3 separate regions of the Sus scrofa genome follow, and regions 2 and 3 are each linked to region 1. The links are chromatin contacts, called in public Hi-C maps. All regions are on one chromosome and are shown on one strand. The core of a region is the stretch at or near the end of the contact, and the rest is flanking DNA. Distances in the headings are between cores, read along the strand shown.

Region 1 (3,140 bases), core at 164-2,663:
ATTTTATGCTAGCTAACCTCCACATTAACCATAGTAAATAAATATGTCTTTGATATTAACTTTAAAGTTCTCTAGATAAAGTTCTTTGTATGAGATGGAGCTCAGCTGTACCTCAAAACCTATCCCTGGGTCTTTCAACCTGAGGTTTGTACTGTAATAATGTTTTCTTTGGCTCATAGCATTTTGCATTAATATCAGTTCTTTCTTGTTTGTCCTCTAGCCTCTGTTGCTTTGGCTTTGGTTTCCAGCAGTCAGTATTTTATGTATTACATGGACGGGTTTTCAATTAGAGTATCCCAAGCATATCTTCCAAACGGGAGGCAAAACTATTTATCATTTTTTTTTTTTTGGTATTGAGGTAATAATAATAAGTAGTCACACATGTAATTATCTTTATATTGGTGATAGGGTAATTAATAATTTCACAGGTTCTGTCAGACACAATGACCTCTTTGTCTAACAGTCCTTTGTAATCTCCTCTTATTTGTCGGAAATGAAATTTGCTGTGGAATATACAAATCTACTTATACATGTAATTTAAAATAATACATATTACCATAATATAAAGGAATATGAAGAAGTATAAGAAAAGTGCTTTATAACAAAATACATATGCCAATATGTACACGCACGTCACCATTTCACTAAAAAAGACCCAGTTTCCACATTTCCCTGAAGAGACTAGAACAATCAGCCTTGTTTCTTTGCGAGGCACTGCCGGTAGCATAATCTTCCTACTGTAGCGCTCAATCCTAACCCTCACTCCCACCTCAAATTCTCCATCTTTCATTTCATTTATATTCCACCACTGTGTCCAGTTTTTCCAACATGAGCTGCTTCTCAGCTGTTCCAGCTGCTTCTCTCAATGTTGGTAGACAGCTGGTATAGTTTAATTCTTACTTTGGAGTTTGAAGCAAACATATTCTCTCAAGTAAAGGAAAGTTCTTGTTAAATCGAGGAGTCTCTTAAGGTAGTGGGCAGGGCCTGCTGAATACAGTGCCTGTTGAAAACAGTCTTGGAAAAGGACCATTAAAAACAAACAAACAAACAAAAAAAAACATGTTTCATTTCTTAGCTTTCACTGGTCTGGTTTAGCATCAAGGAGCTGGGAACCTTGGATCCTACAAAAAAGTTCTAGTTTCTTTCTTTTGCTAGGCTTCTGATCTGACAGCTCTGGCTGTAGCAGTTCTAGGCAGCCAAAATTGTTAAAATTTTAACAGTCTGACCTCTGACAGAAAACAAGCTGATCTATTACAGATTGAAAGAAAGTTCATTTGAGATCCATGTGAATTACTCTTTTTCCCCCAAACTATTTACTCATTATATATTTAAAGGTCACCAGTCCACATCAGTGTTTCAACTTGCTGGGAATTTATTCACTGCTGGTAACTTAAAAGAGGCCGCCCTGTTTTTCATTACTGGTTGGTATTTTTTTCTGTTGAGCTCTGACCTTCTAACTGAGAAGCAGCATAGGATAGCTTGGTTTCAACATTCTGAATATTCCCGAGATGACCATTGGAACAGGATGCAAGGTTACCTCCTTCAGAAACCAACATTATCCTAAACAAAAGACTCATATTTTTGCCACAATGGGCAGATCTGATGGGTGTAAGTTTCAGTTAAATCATTGCCACATCTCTGTGTGAGCAGATAAATTGATCCCTTTCAATAATTTATTTTTATTTTCTCTTTAGAAACACTGCTGTTTGGATGGAAGAATAAAGAGTTATCAATAGTTTTCACCCCGTGGTGAGATCATGTGTGATGTCCTTTTGCTTGATTAGGCTCTGCCATATTTTAAAACTTGTCACTATAAACAATATTTTTTTTTTTTTAGTAATTACAAACAAATCTGCCATGTATTATCACAATTATAATCAATACTTTAAATTTTTTGTTCCACATGAGTCTTTCATTATCAATTATTCTAGGTAAGGCACTTGAGGAAGAACTGTAGTGAGGCTCTAGTGCTTCTGACACTTCAAAATGCATAACAGTCACCTGGGATATTTTTAAAATACAGAGTCTGATTCAGTAAATCTGTGATGGGGCCTGAAATCCTATATTAACCATACAAAATCCTTGGTGATGCCGACACTGCTGATCTAATAACCATACTTGGAAGTCTCTGATCATTGGTTTCAAACTTTGGTCACAAGAAAATCACCTGGAAATCTTGTTAAACTGCAAATTGCTGTCCCCCCTCCTACCCACTCCACCAGTTTCTGATTTAGTATGTCTGGGGTTGGGCCTGAGGATTTGCATTCTAAAGTACCCAGCTGATGGCAGAGGTTGCTTCAGAATCTCTGTAATCCCTGCTCCAGAGCCTTGTGATCAAAGCCTGGTTCCCAGACAGCATCCGCATCACTTGGGAGCTTGTTAGAAATGCAGAGTTTTAGGCCCTAGTCCATACCTAAATCAAACCCTGCATTTTAATAAGATCCTCAGGTGACTTCATGCATTACAGTTTGAAAAATATCACCTAGACAATTTCTTAGTTCCTCTTCATCGGTGACTCTCAACTTATCTAGTTCTTACCATCAACTTCGGAGCTCTTAAAAAGTCCTGCTGCTCTGAGGGTGAACCTCAGCATAATTCCATCAGATTTTCTGCGGCTGGGGCCAAAGTATCACTAGTTTCTAAAACTCCCCAGGGGAGTCCAATGCACAGTCAAATTCGGGAACTGCACTGTAGTTGGAAATGGAGAGGTAGTCATCTTGTTATTTGCCAAAAGATGGGGGCTTGGGGGGCACTTAGTTTCCCTGTTGCACTTTGTTAGATAATGTATCATCAGCCATTGGGCCACCATGAAGGATTCTGGGCCAGAACATTAAATTGCTTTGATACATTGGATTTTAGAAACCTGCTTACACATTTCGTCTCTGTTCTCTGGCCTTACTTTGCTCTAGCTTTCTCACACACAAACAGGTGTTTGTTCCTATATTCTGCTGTCTTGGGGCCAAGACCCTAGAAATATAGCCCATGGGCATTTAGGATATTTCCCCCCTACTTTTCTTCAAAAGTGGTATATTCTGGTCTCTTTCAGATTTTAATGAGAACAGAAAGATCTCCTACTTGGATAGTATGTGCCAGGATGCAAAGTAAGCTACTTTAGGGGGATAAACAGTACATAATTTAAC
Region 2 (3,140 bases), core at 259-2,758, 110 kb after region 1:
TTTTACTTTATTGTATTTGCTTACCTGTGATTGTTTCATTTTCCTGTATTGACATGAATTTTTAATGAACTTTATTACATTTATAGTTGTACAATGATCATCACAACCCAATTTTATAGCATTTCCATCCCAAATCACCAGCGCATCCCCCCATCCCCCAACCTGTCTCATTTGGAAACCATAAGTTTTTCAAAGTCTTTGAGTCAATATCTGTTCTGCAAAGAAGTTCATTGTGTCCTTTTTTCAGATTCCACATATAAGTGATAGATAGCATTTGACGTTGGTATCTCACTGTCTGACTGACTTCACTTAACATGGTAATCTCTAGGTCCATCCATGTTGGTGCAAATGCCATTATTTCTTTCCTTTTAATGACTGAGTAATATTCCATTGTGTATATGTACCACTTCTTCTTGATCCACTCCTCTGTCGATGGGCATTTAGGTTGTTTCCTTGTCTTGGCTGTTGTATAGAGTGCTCAGTGAACACTGGAGTACATCTATCTTTTTGAGTCCTGGTTCCTGCTGGATAGACGCCCAGGAGTGGAACTGCTAGATCAAATGGTAATTCTATTTTTAGTTTTCTGAGGACTCTCCATAGTGTTTTGCATGGTTGTTGCACCAATTTACATTCCCACATTCTGGCCCATGTGATGTGGTACCTCACACTGGTTTTGATTTGCATTTCTTTAATAATTAGTGATGTTGAACATCTTTTTTATGTGTTTTTTGGCCACCCGTATGTCTTCTTTGGAGAGTTGCCTGTTTAGGTCTTGTGCCCATTTTTTGATGGGGCTTTTTGTTTATTGTTTGGTATTGACCTGCAGGAGGTGTTCATAAATTTTGAAGATTAATCCCTTGTCGGTTGATTCATTTGCAAAGATTTTCTCCCATTCTGTTTGTTGTCTTTTTGTTTGGGGCATGAATTTTTAATGAGAAAAAAAGAAATATAATATCATAACCAAATTTTACAAAATTTATGTGGCAGTTCCCCGACATGATCATTTACAGTAACAAAGATAAGGTCTTAATCTAGAAAAAAAGTAGGGCGTGCTTTGCTAACCATATGATGGAAATAGCCTATTGTTTAGATCATTCTTGCTGTTTTCTTTGATTGGGAAGTAATTTACTTAACCTGGGTAAGATAGTCTAGGGAAGCATAAGGGTATAGTTTCACATTTGCTGAAGAAACTAGGTCTGGACTAACCTGATGGCTGTGCATAGATTGGGACAAATTTATTTTGGCTCTATGTTGTGATAAATGAAATGAATCTCACTTAACTTGGTGTTAAAAATCAAATAAGAGTGGGACAGCTATCTTTCATATGTGATTGCCAGTAACACAAAACCACATTTAGATACAAACATGCTAAACATGATCTTATGTAAAAGGCTTATATATAGCAGTGATTGCCAGGGAGGAAAAATAAGACATCTGCTTTCTATTGATTCTGTAGGGAGCAACTTACTGAATCATCACATTTCTTCTCAGTGAAATAAGTACTTTGGTCTTTGGTCTATTTTCTGATAAGAGGTTAATAAATGATCCAAAGGGAAATACACATTTGGAATCATGCTGTAGAGCTATCCTAAGTTTCTTTTTATTTAAATCAGTTTGACTTAATCTCTAAACACTGGTTGTTTGCTGTGGCAGTAAAGAGAAATGTGATTAGAACCACACAGCTGGTTAATTCACTAAAGACGCAGAAGGTTTATGGAGAAAGGAACTATTCCTTTGCAAATAACAAAAAGTTAACAATGCAAACATTCTTTGGGAAAGAGGGAGGAGGCTTTGACCTCTAGTGGGCTAAATTTTTATGAGCAGTTGTACCACAAAATTAAAATTAAGTTATGTGTGGGATTTGGATCAAGTACACCTTTGGGGATATAAAAGAAAGAAAAGATGGATATTTTGGAGGAAGGCTGGGATCACTTTCTGTGAAATTTTCCTTTCATTTGGCTCTGCCTAAGGGATTTTTAGGATTTATCTGATGTCTGAAGTTCTGTCAGACTTTACCTTTTAATAAAAAACAGGATAGAGTTAGAGTCATAAGGGGCTTACTTGGTAGAAACTTTAATTAAAATTGAAGGTTTGTAAGAAGATTTATATTAAACATGTCAGCTTCTCAGTTTTCTTTCAGATGCATCTATTGTTTTAAAAAGTTTTTTTTTTCAATTTCTCTGAAGAAATGAATCTGTGGTTTAAAGCAGTTTATAAAGCAGACAGAGTGATTTTTGCAGACCAAAAGACCTCACAGTCTTGGTGGGCCAGATACTGAAGAGTACTGTTTGCTTGGATTACATGGAAATCAAATAAAAAGGCATCAGATTAACATCTTCAGTAATGGAAGAGACAGAACATTTGGTGTTATTTTGAAGTGCTAAAAAGGGTTATTGCACTTATTATACTTATAAGTGAAAAAGGTTTGCCCTTTCAGAGGGCATGATAAAATATTGTGTTCCTCAAATAATGGAAATTTCAGAGAAATCATAGAATCATTAAAAATTGCTGATTTAGATCTATTTTGAGAAAGATTACTCAGAAAAAGTCAAGAAGATTCAAAAAAATTTATTCGTTCCCCAAACTTAGTAGAATGAGTCAAAGTAATTGGGAAACATGAACAAAATAAAGTAGTAAATAGAATAAATGAATGATGAAGGATGCTACTGGGTTATGGAGATCCCTCCCAGCCTTCATACACTCACAGGTAGTTCATCACCTGTGACTGCAGAAAGGCACTAAGAGTCCTGGCACAGGTGTCAAACAATGGATCAAATATTAGTAAAGTGTAGCTTGTTCCCTGTTTAATTTAAATCAAAATTCTGTTATTAACTCGCTGTACTCCATTATATCCTTCACTGCATTTCCTGGAGGGCAAAAGACTAATGCTCCTAGGTGTTTCTGTGCTTTAAAACTTCTAATATCTCCTGTGGGCATGGCAAAAATAAATATATAAAATAAAATCCTAAGATCTAAGATCAGGTCACTATAACATTTCAGTCCATGACTGATTCATTAGGCTCTAATCCAAATAATGTTAATTATTTATCTGACATTCCTTCTGTGACTAATGACCAATTCTTTCTTAATATTAATATTTAACATTAGCCAGTTAACATACTCACATTAATCCTTTGGCC
Region 3 (3,140 bases), core at 459-2,958, 96 kb before region 1:
TCCTGCCCCTCCTCCCCTTGTTTCCAATTAGCCTACAAGCTGCTGCCAGAATTTTCCTTCTAAATTACAACTCTGATTATGTAATTCCACAGAGCATAAATTTTCATGACTCCACACTGACTATTAAATTAGACAAATGTATCCAAGTGACACTTGGAATTCTCTGAAATATGATTAAACACTTTTAAAACATCTGCTAAGACCTTTCAGGTTTTTTATGCTTTGTCACATTCGATAACTTGCTCCTCCCCGGATATGACCTGCTTCCTTTCTTCGGAAAACCATTTTTTTTCTCACAGTTCTTCCTGTTGAATTTCTTTATATTATGTAAGGTCTGTGTAAAAAGCCCCTGCCTCCAAGAAGCCTGTCACTTCCTCCCAACAGTTCTTTGTGTAATTGATCGAGACCTGCCCTTGGGTGTGGGTTGGTGTGAGCCTTTCAGAGGCAGGCCCGGTGCCCGTCATCATTGTCTTCTACTCTTCAGAGAACCCCAGCACTGATCAGTTAGACAGACCTCCTCCGGGAATATTTCTTGAACTGCAAATTGAGTTTCAATGCTCTCCCCAGCTTTTCTTCACTTAGGTTGTTGCTGGATCCAGCTCAGGCCACTTGTACACATTCTTCTCCAACAAGTCCAGCCAGTGGCTTCCCTCCTTTACATGGTAGCACCTTTAAAAATAAACTATTTTCCCATTGTTTGACATCACAGTGTTGTATTTTTTTTTTCTTTCTTTCTTTTTTTTTTTTTGTGGTCTTTTTGGCATTTCTTGGGCAGCTCTCTCAGCATATGGAGGTTCCCAGGCTAGGGGTCGAATCGGAGCTGTAGCCACCGGCCTAGGCCAGAGCCACAGCAACGCGGGATCCGAGCTGCGTCTGCAACCTGCACCACAGCTCATGGCAACGCTGGATCCTTAACCCACTGAGCGAGGCCAGGGATCGAACTTGCAACCTCATGGTTCCTAGTCGGATTCGTTAACCACTGCGCCTCGACGGGAACTCCCTAAAGTGTTGTATTTTGTTCCTCTTGCTTATTTTCTCTTGGGCTGACTCCCCAAATTGCATTCTAAATTTTTTTAAAAACATAGACTTGGAGTTCACTTGTGGCTCAGTGGGTTAAGGATCCAGTGTTGTCACTGCTCTGGCTCTGGTTACAGCTCTGGAATGGGTTTGATCCCTGGCCGGGGAACTTTTGTATGCCACAGGTGTGGCAAAATAAAAGGGTCAACCTGATCTGACCCCATCAAAGAAAAAAAGAAAAAAAAAACCCAACCACAGACTAGGTTGAAGGTATAGCACCTTTCAAGATACCTGGAGAGTGCCCTGTTATAAAAGATGGTCAATTGCTAGTTACTGATTAACTAATCCTAACAGTAGGAGAAATGGCCTGTAAGCAAGAGGTCAATTTTTGTCATGTGCTATGGTTGGGCTTCCCAGAAAGTACAGATGCTGTAGACCTTTGGCAAACACACACACACACACACACACACACACACACACACACAAAAACCACTAGTGACCTTAAGACGAGAATCTAGCTTTGGTTAATTTATAATAAATCATTATTGAGAAAATCATATTTATTTTTGGAAAGGTTCAGGATGCACTTAGACTATTTAATTGAAACTGAAATGGGTTAGAATTGTCCCAGCTAGTTCGTCAGAGGTTACTCAGTGAAACAGTGGAAAGCCCTCAGCTTTATCTTGACAGAAAGTTTGCGTTGGTGGATTAATCCTTCCCTGGGGAATGACGCATACAATTTGGGGAGCTGCCATCAGTTGAATGGTGATGGCTGGTAGTTATAATTGTAGGTGCATATCCATATCTTTGGGTATGTAACATATTATATTAGACACATTCCTAGACCCCACCCATCCTTGCAGTTTCTGATTCATATGGTTTGAATTGGGAATCAAGTATGTGTTTTTTGGAAAAGTTACAAGCTGATTCTGATGTCCATCTAAAGTTTAAAAGCCTTTGTTTTGCATTTTGGGATATCTTGGTGCCCAAATAGAAGTTTTCTTCAGGTAAGGATAACTGGAAGTAAAGACAGAGAGCAAAAAGCACTTGACTTTGCCATGTGTACATAATTATCTGTGAAAAAAGTCATAGGTGTATTAATAAGCTTCTTTGTCTTGTTATAACACAAAGAAACACACACTCCTCACTAGAGAACTCAGAGTGTATTTTGCAAGGAATAACTGATACAAGCTCTGAGTGTTTAAGAACATACTTTCCTTTTATCCTAAAGGAAGGTTTTTAGTATTCTCTCAGTTATGCTAGATTTTTGTGACCAGGCTCCGTTCCAGCTGTCCCTCTCTTCTATTCAGAAGGAAAGGTGTACTTTTTCTGTCTGGAATATTCCCTGTTGCTCTGCATTTGTTAATACCCTTAATCACTCTCTCCTTTGTGGTCTTTGGATCCCTGGACAGCTGGCTGGGTTCTAAGCCCTTGGTTTCACTCTCTCCCCTCAGGCTCTGAATTTCTTTCTAAAAAGTGTTAGTTTTGGACCTATACTTGTTACTAATTCTTTCCTTCAGAGCTCTGCTGTTTATTTAATTCACTGTCATCTTAAATGGGGACACACTTAAATCTGAACACTTCATAATCATCAAAGATGTTTTTAAACAGGATTATAGAGATGATGTGTGGCTGTTATTAGTAGGTATTGTGCTTAAAAATTTATCAGAAATCACAAGCATTAATCTGGAGGGAGGTTTAGCCTTAAGCATCCTCCACACCTTTGCCTTCTTTATAAAAGTCTTTCAACAAAGCCCTTCTGGTACTTATGTTCACTTTAGTGGGGCTTATTGAGTAGAGTTTTATTCGAGAAAGGCGTTCTACCAAGAATTAAATTTTATGAACATTGACTGAGTAGCTCTCGTGCCAGCCATTGTGGAAGACTTAATGGAATTCTCAAAACAGCCTCGTGAATAGATGTCATCCATGGATGTTCTATGAGAAAATTGAAGCTGAGGGAGTTATGCAATATGCCCAAGACCAGTGTAACCACTTGGTGAGCATTGTGTCTCTCACTTACTACAGCTAAGTCAGCATCTGCTTGGCCCACTAGCCCATGGCCCTAAGCCTTAAATCAGAGAAATTGTAAAGGAGCCAGACTTAGAGCGTCTGTTCTTAGTGTT

What was found. A called contact is a pair of places that touch in the nucleus more often than the background predicts.
Region 2: a Hi-C map of liver shows a contact between it and region 1, with 2.5 times the contacts expected there. The contact joins two enhancer-like sites. A contact is called at or near these places in 6 of 47 Hi-C or Micro-C datasets (blood, liver and skeletal muscle) and 1 of 2 datasets of contacts at active chromatin or transcription factors (alveolar macrophages).
Region 3: a contact with region 1 is called in a Hi-C map of liver, with 2.1 times the contacts expected there. The contact joins two enhancer-like sites. A contact is called at or near these places in 1 of 5 promoter capture datasets (liver), 4 of 47 Hi-C or Micro-C datasets (liver and skeletal muscle) and 1 of 2 datasets of contacts at active chromatin or transcription factors (alveolar macrophages).

The regions. Positions count from the first base shown.
Region 1 is chr9:86,700,769-86,703,908 of Sscrofa11.1, reverse strand. All of the region lies in intron 2 of LOC110255481 (a long non-coding RNA gene), which reads left to right. Among named protein-coding and RNA genes, the nearest start is that of AHR, 190 kb to the right of the region's middle. Within about 2 kb of position 1,413, at least 7 of the 83 cell types and tissues checked have an H3K27ac peak or open chromatin away from gene starts, as enhancers often do. A contact at or near this core is called in liver, where this site is marked.
Region 2 is chr9:86,587,594-86,590,733 of Sscrofa11.1, reverse strand. All of the region lies in intron 4 of LOC110255481 (a long non-coding RNA gene), which reads left to right. Among named protein-coding and RNA genes, the nearest start is that of AHR, 77 kb to the right of the region's middle. Within about 2 kb of position 1,508, at least 3 of the 83 cell types and tissues checked have an H3K27ac peak or open chromatin away from gene starts, as enhancers often do. A contact at or near this core is called in liver, where this site is marked.
Region 3 is chr9:86,796,924-86,800,063 of Sscrofa11.1, reverse strand. The region is part of intron 1 of LOC110255481 (a long non-coding RNA gene); the gene reads left to right. Among named protein-coding and RNA genes, the nearest start is that of AHR, 290 kb to the right of the region's middle. Within about 2 kb of position 1,708, at least 12 of the 83 cell types and tissues checked have an H3K27ac peak or open chromatin away from gene starts, as enhancers often do. A contact at or near this core is called in liver, where this site is marked.